2 separate regions of the Muntiacus reevesi genome follow, and region 2 is linked to region 1. Evidence: chromatin contacts called from public Hi-C data. All regions are on one chromosome and are shown on one strand. The core of a region is the stretch at or near the end of the contact, and the rest is flanking DNA. Distances in the headings are between cores, read along the strand shown. Region 1 holds the start of MGME1 (mitochondrial genome maintenance exonuclease 1). Region 2 holds the start of ZNF133 (zinc finger protein 133).

Region 1 (4,067 bases), core at 293-2,792:
CCTGCACCAAGAAGTTTGCAACAACCAGCAACACTCCCTCCTCTTTTAGGATAAAAGAAGTCTCAATTCTAACTCTGGAAAAATGGCTCTTTGGGAGCACTAGTCCACCATCCTCTGGGTCTGCTGGCTTTCCAAATAAAGTTGCTATTCCTTGTCCCAAAAGCTTATCAGTCAATCTCTTGTCTTGTCCTGCAGCTGAGCTTGGAATTGGTACTATTTGTACAAAACTACTTCTGAAGGACCAGCATTTGTTAAATGTGAAATAGTAGACAGCATAGCACAAGGTGTCCCTAACATTCACTATGGTGCCAACTGCTGCCTGTGAAGGGAGCTCTGTGCGATACAAAGAAACACAGGACAGGACGCTAGAGGAGCCTGGTGGTCACACTTAGCAGTTTAACCACTAATCCCTAAACATCAGATTTCTAAAAAAACATTTTTATTGGAGCATAGCTGATTTACAATGTTATATCAGTTTCAGGTGTAGAGCAGTGAGTCAGTTATACATACACATATATCCCCTCTCTTTAAGATTCTTATCCCATATGGGCCATTGCAGAGTATCGAGCAGTTTTCCGTGCTTTACAGCAGGTCCTTGTTTGCCTCTGTGCTGTGGTGTCCGACTCTTTGCGACCCCATCCATGGACTCTCCAGGCAAGAATACTGGAGTGGGTTGCCATTTCCTTCTTCAGAAGTACTGGGGTATGTGTCACAACCCTTTCCAATTGTGGTGCTGAAGAAGACTCTTGAGTCCCCTGGACAGCCAAGAGATCAAACCCAGTCAATCCTAAAGGAAATCAACCTTGAATAGTTACTGGAAGAGCTGCTGCTGAAGTTCCAATAGTTTGGCCACCTGATGTGAAGAGCGGTCTTTCCAATTAGACCCTGATGAGGAGAAAGACGGAAGGCAAAGGAAGAAGGGGGCAACAGAAGATAAGCCGGTGAGATAGCATCACCGTCTGAGCCACCAGGGAAGCTCACGTCACGAACTTGATAGGCACGGATTTGATAAAACGCCAGAAGACGGTGGAGGCCAGAGGAGCCTGGCGTGCTGCAGTCCACCGGCTGGGCTGCAGTCCATGGGTCGCAAAGAGTCGTGCACGACTGAACAAGAGCAACAATATGTCACTCCCAAATCTCCCATTTATTCCTCCCCCCTTCTCCCCAGGTAACCATAAGATTGAAAACCAGACTCTGAAAAGTAGCATAGAGGGAGAGCTCTCATCTAACCCCTCACATCCGCTACAGCGGGCGCCGCTAGGATCCACTCAAGACTGGGCACTCGCGCTCCCGACCGGTCTGAACCGCCAGGGGCGGTCAGTAGTGCCCCGCCGCCCTGTACGCGCTTCGGCGGAGCCCCACAGGACCAGGCCGGCGGCGGCCCCTCGCGCGAGAATCATGGTAGGGAACAGCCGGCAGGTAGGTACCTCAGAAACCGGTGCCCTCCGCTAGCTTCAGCGCGCGAAAGACCCCGCGGGCCGGTTCTTTCGTCCGTCCCGCGCTTTGCCCTCAGGCTAGGCCCCGCCCAGGCACGGCGGCCCCAGCAAGCATTGCGGCGCTCATGCCCCGCCCCTATCCCTGGTCCCCCAGATCAGTCCATTCTCCGGCGCTCAGTGGGGAAACCCTCCCTCCGCCGGGAGGGCGGGCGCCTCCAAATCGCGCCGTTTCTTTCTCGCGATATCTCGTTGACGTCAGAGCTTGTCGCCATATTGGGCTCTGGCTGAGTAATAAATTCCCCCGGCACAGGCGCGCGCGCTCTTTCTTGAGACGCGCCTCGGTATCAGAGTGTTTGGCTTCCGCGTCCCCAGGGCGGCCCTGCGGTTGGCGGCTTCCGCGTGGCCCGGAGCGAGGGTAGGCCCCCGCGTCGCTTCTTTGCCCGGCTCCAAGATGGACGGCAGCGGGGACGGGGGAGGCCGCCCTGGGGGAGCACGTGGGGGCGCCGCTCGCCTTTCCCGGGGCTGCTGGGACGGTGGCGGAATCTCGAGGCCTCCCGCAGCCGTCGGGCAGGGAGGCTGGCGGAGGCGGGGCCGCGGCCGCCCCTTCCCCTGAGAGGCGCCCCGGCGGCGGCGGCGGCCCAGCCTCTTCTCTCCTCGCACAGCCAGGCGGCCCCGCTCGAGACCCGCGTCGCCATGGCCGCGGTTCCCGAGGTGTTGCAGCAGCAGGAGGAGGACCGCAGCAAGGTGAGGCCCTGGCCTCGCTCGGGCTCCGAGCTGGGAGGCCCCGCCGGCCCTCTGGGCCCCACGCTCCTTCCCCGGGCCCCTAGGGGACCCCGCTGCCCTCCCTCCGCGCGGTCTGGGGCGCTCCCGCGGGACCCGGGCCGGGGGAGCACGCTGCGCCTTTGTGGTACACGGTTCTCCCACGGGGAGCCCGGCGGCGCACGTGAGACCCACTTTGCATGGTGCGACGGAGCTCCGAACCGCCCCCACCCCTCCAGAAATTCTGGGGAGATTCCGCCCAGGCCGAAGTCGGACCCGTGTCGCCTGCAACTTCACTAAGCGCTCAGTGCGCCGCTGTGGGACTTGTGTCATTGTATGAGGTTATCAAATAGCTGAAGTTTTCGCCCTTTAGACGTGTGTGGACGTTAAATTATCCTTCCCTGCCACCCGAATCTTTAGATCTAAAAGGTAACCAGTGCAATAAATGCGTGTCACCGTAGCCGATTAAAGATAGAATTAGGTCTCCGCTTTTATCGGTCCTGTCTCCAAAGCAACTTGCTTTGGAGAATACAGGGGTTGGTGTGAGCCACCGCGGTTTGTGCAGAACCGTCAACAGAAAAGTTTTTCTAATTGAAAATTGAAAAATGGTAATCTAGAAACTCGAGGTGCTCTCAGATTTTGTCTGGAAGGCATCGCTTTAGAAACCAAAGCACGTTTTTTGGTCCACAGGTCTTTGGAGAGAGACCTTTTCATCTAGTAGGTGGCGAACCTCCGTAGGGCTGCTGGGTTAGTTACTGAAAGTGTGAGGAGAGTGTTTTCGTTGGGGGGGGGGGGGGGGAGGTTTCTTTCTTTCAAAGCTGAAAGAAATTTTCTTTTTTCTCCCTAAAGCCGGAAGTGGGAACTTGAGAAGACTTTTGCTGGAAGATTCCAAAAGTAGTTTTCTCTCTAGAAAGAGATGGACTCATAGAAATTTTGATATCCCCCACCTTGCATCTCCTTTCTCGATCCAGAATTAGTTTTACACTGCTGTTTAAAACTTCACTCGACCTTTCTGTTTCTTAGTATTGTATAGCCCTGCTTGGTTTTAAGTACCTTTACCACCCTCCAGCACGACAGGATTGTGAAGGCTACTTCCTTCTGGTTTTAGTGACTACAGGAAAGGAATTATTTCCCCAGTTTTCTTTTAATTGCAGAAGTAAGGAAATAGGAAACTTAAATGTTACTCTTAACACGTAGCTTCATTTTTCTTTCTCATCTCTGATATTGGTCCTGTGATGTGGATTAAAATGGTTTTTTGAAGTGAAAGTTCAGGCTTGTTCGACTCTTTGACTCCATGGACTGTATAGTTCAAGGAATTCTCCAGGCCAGAATACTGGAGTGGATAGCCTTTACATTCTCCAGGGGCCCTTCCCAACCCAGGGATTGAACCCAGGTCTCCGTTGCAGGCAGATTCTTTATCAACTGAGCTCTTGAGGTTTTAAAGAAACCAACATTAAGATGGTTTTTAATGTTCATCAAAAAAGGGAGTTCCAAATGGGACAAGAGTGAAATAGGAGGACAGATCTTGGGCAGACAGTTATATTGCTGTAATACAGCTTTATTAGTTAGCTGAAAAGCTTTGCTTTTTTGCTGAAAATATTAGAAGTTCAGACTTGCCGATTGTCTGCTTAGGGATTTCCATGAGAGATAGGGATTCTTCGAGGTTGGCCCACTGATAAGGCAGGGAGCATAGTTGATCTCGAGGATTTTTAATCCATCTATGCAACTTTTTGGCTTGCAAGACAGGAGAATTGGCCTGTATCCAGTAGCCTGGTGCTTCCATTTAGTGGTATCCTTTTGAGCTGACGGTGTTGATTTGTCCCCGTCCCCAGAAAGCAGTTGCATGATTAATTTGGTTTTTAACTAATCCGG
Region 2 (3,902 bases), core at 117-2,616, 160 kb before region 1:
GGCAGCACAAGAGCAGAAAGGTTCGGGAGAGTCACTGGAAACTCACGCCCTGGGAGGGGAGGCTTGCCTCTTCCTTAAAGGCATCAGGAATGGACCTGTCACAGAAGAAAAGGCTGCGGGCAGCTCGCTGACAACACAGCCTGCCCCGATAACACTGCCGACACCAGGCCTGAGCTGACCCACTCTCACCTCTGACCTTCCTAAGCAAAGTTCATACTCACTGGGCACTTAGTACTGTACACATCAGAGACGGTTCCAGGCACAGAACCGTCTTATTTCATTCTAGCCTCACAATCCAGTGGAGTACGATTTATTATCTTCATTTTACAGATGAGAAAACTGAAGCACAGTGAAGTCAGTCTCTTATCTAAGGTGACACGGTACAAAGTCACAGAGTCTGGATGAAAGCTGGCAGCCGAGGCTAGGCTCTTCAAGTAGGGCAGGGACAGTGAACCTCTGTGGGTTGTAAGGCGTCTCACTGTGTCATTTTGAGATCAATCAAGACTGCTCCCGAAGTGACAAGGGTTAAATCTGGATGGTGGGTCTGTAGAGTTCTATTTATTTCTGTTTAAAATCTCTCCCTAATAGAACTTTAAAATGTAACTCAAAATCCCAAAGTCGGGCCACACCCGAGCCATGCACATCCGTAACTGCTGTGGTCAATGCAGGTTTCCAGAACCTTTGAGAAACTTGCCCAGTGGACCTCAGACAACCTCTTCCTCCAAGGCCTGAATCCAGGGGCGACTGGCCAAAAACACACCCAAGATCGCTGCCAAAGTGTCCCGTTCCACCCCCAGCCCATCCCGGGCACATGCTGCCCACGGCAAACCACCCACCAAAACTCCTGGCGGCGGGCTGGTCCTCATCCCAGCACCTGGGAAACATCAGGGCCCAATGTCAACTTACTCAACCCTCTGGCCCCCAGGGACTTGGGGGTAAGAGCGACCCCCGCCCGCCCCCCCCCCCCCCCCCCATCATCATCGCTCTTTCGGTCAAGGTCTAACGTGTCCTCACCCACAGGAGCCTCGGGACGTGGCTGGATTCCGGCATCCGCCACCACTGGGAATCGCGGCTGAGCTTCGCCCACGTCCATCGGAGATGCGCGCTCACATCCCAAATATGACATCCGGGAGGGCACGGCCTGAACCGCGACAGCGCGTCCCGCCGCCGCCTCCTCTCCCCGGCACCCGCACAGTCCCCAGCCTCAGGCCCAGCCAACAGCCCAGACTTTCAGGACCTACCTTTCCGCGCAGGGAAGGGCACGGCTGCGGCTTAGAGCCCCACGGGCGCCACACTCACCAGCGAGGAACAAGGGGTCACTACAGCCACCAGCTGGGCCAGGACGCCAGGACTACACTACCCAGAATCCTCGGTCCAGCACCAGGACTACACTACCCAGAATCCTCGGCCCAGCGCCGGGACTACACCTCCCAGGATGGTCGGCGCGCCCAGAGGCCTTTGAGGGAACTGTTTCTCGGTAACTTGCCCGCGGGAGAATGGCTGCTGTGGCGCCTAGATTTCCGCCCCCGCCCCCTTTTACAGAGGACCCCGGGTGAAACGTCTCTCCTTCCCGTGACCCCTTCGCTAACGCCTCCGCCTTAAAGACTACACTCCCCAGTGACCCTAGCAGTGACTCCTGCCTCCGGTGCCGGGCCCACCCCTCGGCTGGCGGAAGTGATGTGCCCGGGTAATCTCCGTTTAGTTTCTGGGGTGCGCAGCGGAGGGGACAACGGTTTCCGGGCCACGCTTGCTTGCGGGGAAAGCGAGGCTGTGTCGCGTCAGGTGGGGAGGGGTCCGTGAGCTGCGCAGGCGTGATGTCGATCAGCTTCTTTTAATTCACTTAAACCCACGGTGGGGACTGAGACTGGGAAGGCGAGGCATCTTCCCGCGATCCTACTGTCAAAAGAGGCAGCCCCGGGTTCCGAGCCCATGTCCCCAACTAGCGCACCCTCACCGCCCTCCCTAGATCCTGTCCCTCTGTCGCAGTCCGCGCGTTTATGGGCAATCTCATCCATCTTCTGAGGGACAGGAGCCTCACCGTTAGACCATAGCTTAGGGCTCAGCCCCTTGTAGTGTCCACGGAAAAAGCAAAATATCAAGAGTGACAACCTAAAAGTTGAGAATTATGTTTTCTTTGGTGGCCTTATACCTAGAAGACAGCCTTGCAGCTCTGAGGAACTGTTTCAAAGAGTTATGGGAGAAGCCAGGATATGTAGGAGTTTTTGCTGAAAAGAAAACAGGGTGGTTGAACATCAAAAGGTTACTGCTGATCACAAAGGAACAGACATCTTAGCTTAATGAATTTAGAACTTTTCTACTATGGGAAGATGAAAGAATCTGGGCTCTCTTAAATCATTCCTTTGAGATGCATCTTAAGTATCTAGGGCCAGCATACTGTTTTTCTCCATCCTTAGTTTCCCTACATGTGCCCGGAAAGCCAAGGAGAGACTAGCATTTCCTAAAATTCATTCTCAGCTCCCGGACGGTGAATCTGTTCCCTTCTCTTGCCCGGAAGCTGCCTCGTTCACAGTGAATTCAGTTCAGCCCCTGCCCTGAGGAAAGTCCCTAGTCTGACTTGGACACTCTCCACATCCCTTTCTGCTCTACACTAGGACTAGTAGTTCACCAAGAAATTAGAATCCACTAAAAAAAAAAAAAAAAAAAAAAAAAGGCACAACCTAAAAACTGAGAATTCTATTTTATTAGGCAGGTTTTCAGAGGACTTGAAGCCTAGGAAGCAGCCTCTCAGTTAGCTCTGAAGGACTGCTTTGAAGGGCAGGGGAGCCAGGATATATTGGAGTTTTATAAAACATAATCAGAACATCAAAAAATTACTATTAATTAAAACCAGACATCAAGTTAATGAATTTATTGCTTTTCTATGAAGGAGAGATGCCAAAGTCTGGGTACACTGAAAGCATTCTTTTGACAAGCACCTTAGCTATCTAGGGCCAGCATCCTGTTCTTTCCCATCCTAGTCCCCTGAAGTACACGGGGATGGGGCTGATGGCTTGAGATTGAGTTCAGGGCTCACCGTGGGGTGGGGGGGCCTGTAATGTGATGGCTTAATGGCCCAAAACATCCTTTGTGTAACCATTCTTAGTCCTCACCAGCAATGAACAAAGAAAGTCAAGAATGTCACCCACCAAATCAGTAAACAAAGGATGCTGTGGCTACTACAGTCACCCCCAACTATGCACCCTGAGGGGATTCAAGATAGAGACAAAAAAGAGTGCTGGTCCTAGATAGTTGAAAATGAAAGTTGTTCTGTTGTGTCTGACTCTTTGCCCTCCCATGGACCATACAATCCATGGAATTCTCCAGGCCCAAATACTGGAGTGGGTAGTCTTTCCGTTCTCCAGAGGATCTTCCCAACCCAGGGATCAAATCTAGGTCTCCCACATTGCAGACAGATTCTTTACCAGCTGAGCCATAAGGGAAGGCCAAGAATACTGGAGTGGGTAGCCTATCCCTTCTCCAGCAGATCTTCCCGACCCAGGAATCATACTGGGGTCTCCTGCATTGCGGGTGGATTGTTTACCAACTAAGCATTGGGTGTATATCAAAGGAATGATTTCAAAGAACTCTTGGATTTTCCCATACCTAGAAAAGTGCTAAGTTCATTAACTTGAGATGTCTAGTTTTTCTTTAGATGTGTGCTCAGTCGTTTCAGTTGTGTCAGACTCTTTGTGACCGTGTCAGCTGTAGCACTCCAGGCTCCTCCGTACATGGGATTTTCCAGGCAAGAATTCCGGAGTGGGTTGCCATGCCCTCCTCCAGGGAGTCCTCTGGACTCGGGAATTGAACTTGAGTCTCCTGCAGTTCCTGCTTTACTGGCAGATTATTTATTGCTGAGCCACCCAGGAAGTCCCCTGGTTTTTCTTTAAATAACAGTAATATTT

Evidence for each region. A called contact is a pair of places that touch in the nucleus more often than the background predicts.
Region 2: a contact with region 1 is called in a Hi-C map of blood, with 5 times the contacts expected there. The contact joins the promoter of ZNF133 here to the promoter of MGME1 in region 1. A contact is called at or near these places in 2 of 3 Hi-C or Micro-C datasets (blood and muscle).

What each region holds. Positions count from the first base shown.
Region 1 is chr2:37,229,166-37,233,232 of mMunRee1.1, reverse strand. MGME1 (mitochondrial genome maintenance exonuclease 1) reads right to left here and starts at 1,542. Exons shown (of 5, transcript XM_065921273.1): 1 at 1,428-1,542. SNX5 (sorting nexin 5) reads left to right here and starts at 1,707. Exons shown (of 14, transcript XM_065921272.1): 1 at 1,707-1,851; 2 at 2,099-2,180. The coding sequence starts at 2,130.
Region 2 is chr2:37,387,294-37,391,195 of mMunRee1.1, reverse strand. ZNF133 (zinc finger protein 133) reads right to left here and starts at 1,366. Exons shown (of 5, transcript XM_065921280.1): 1 at 1,242-1,366; 2 at 1-95.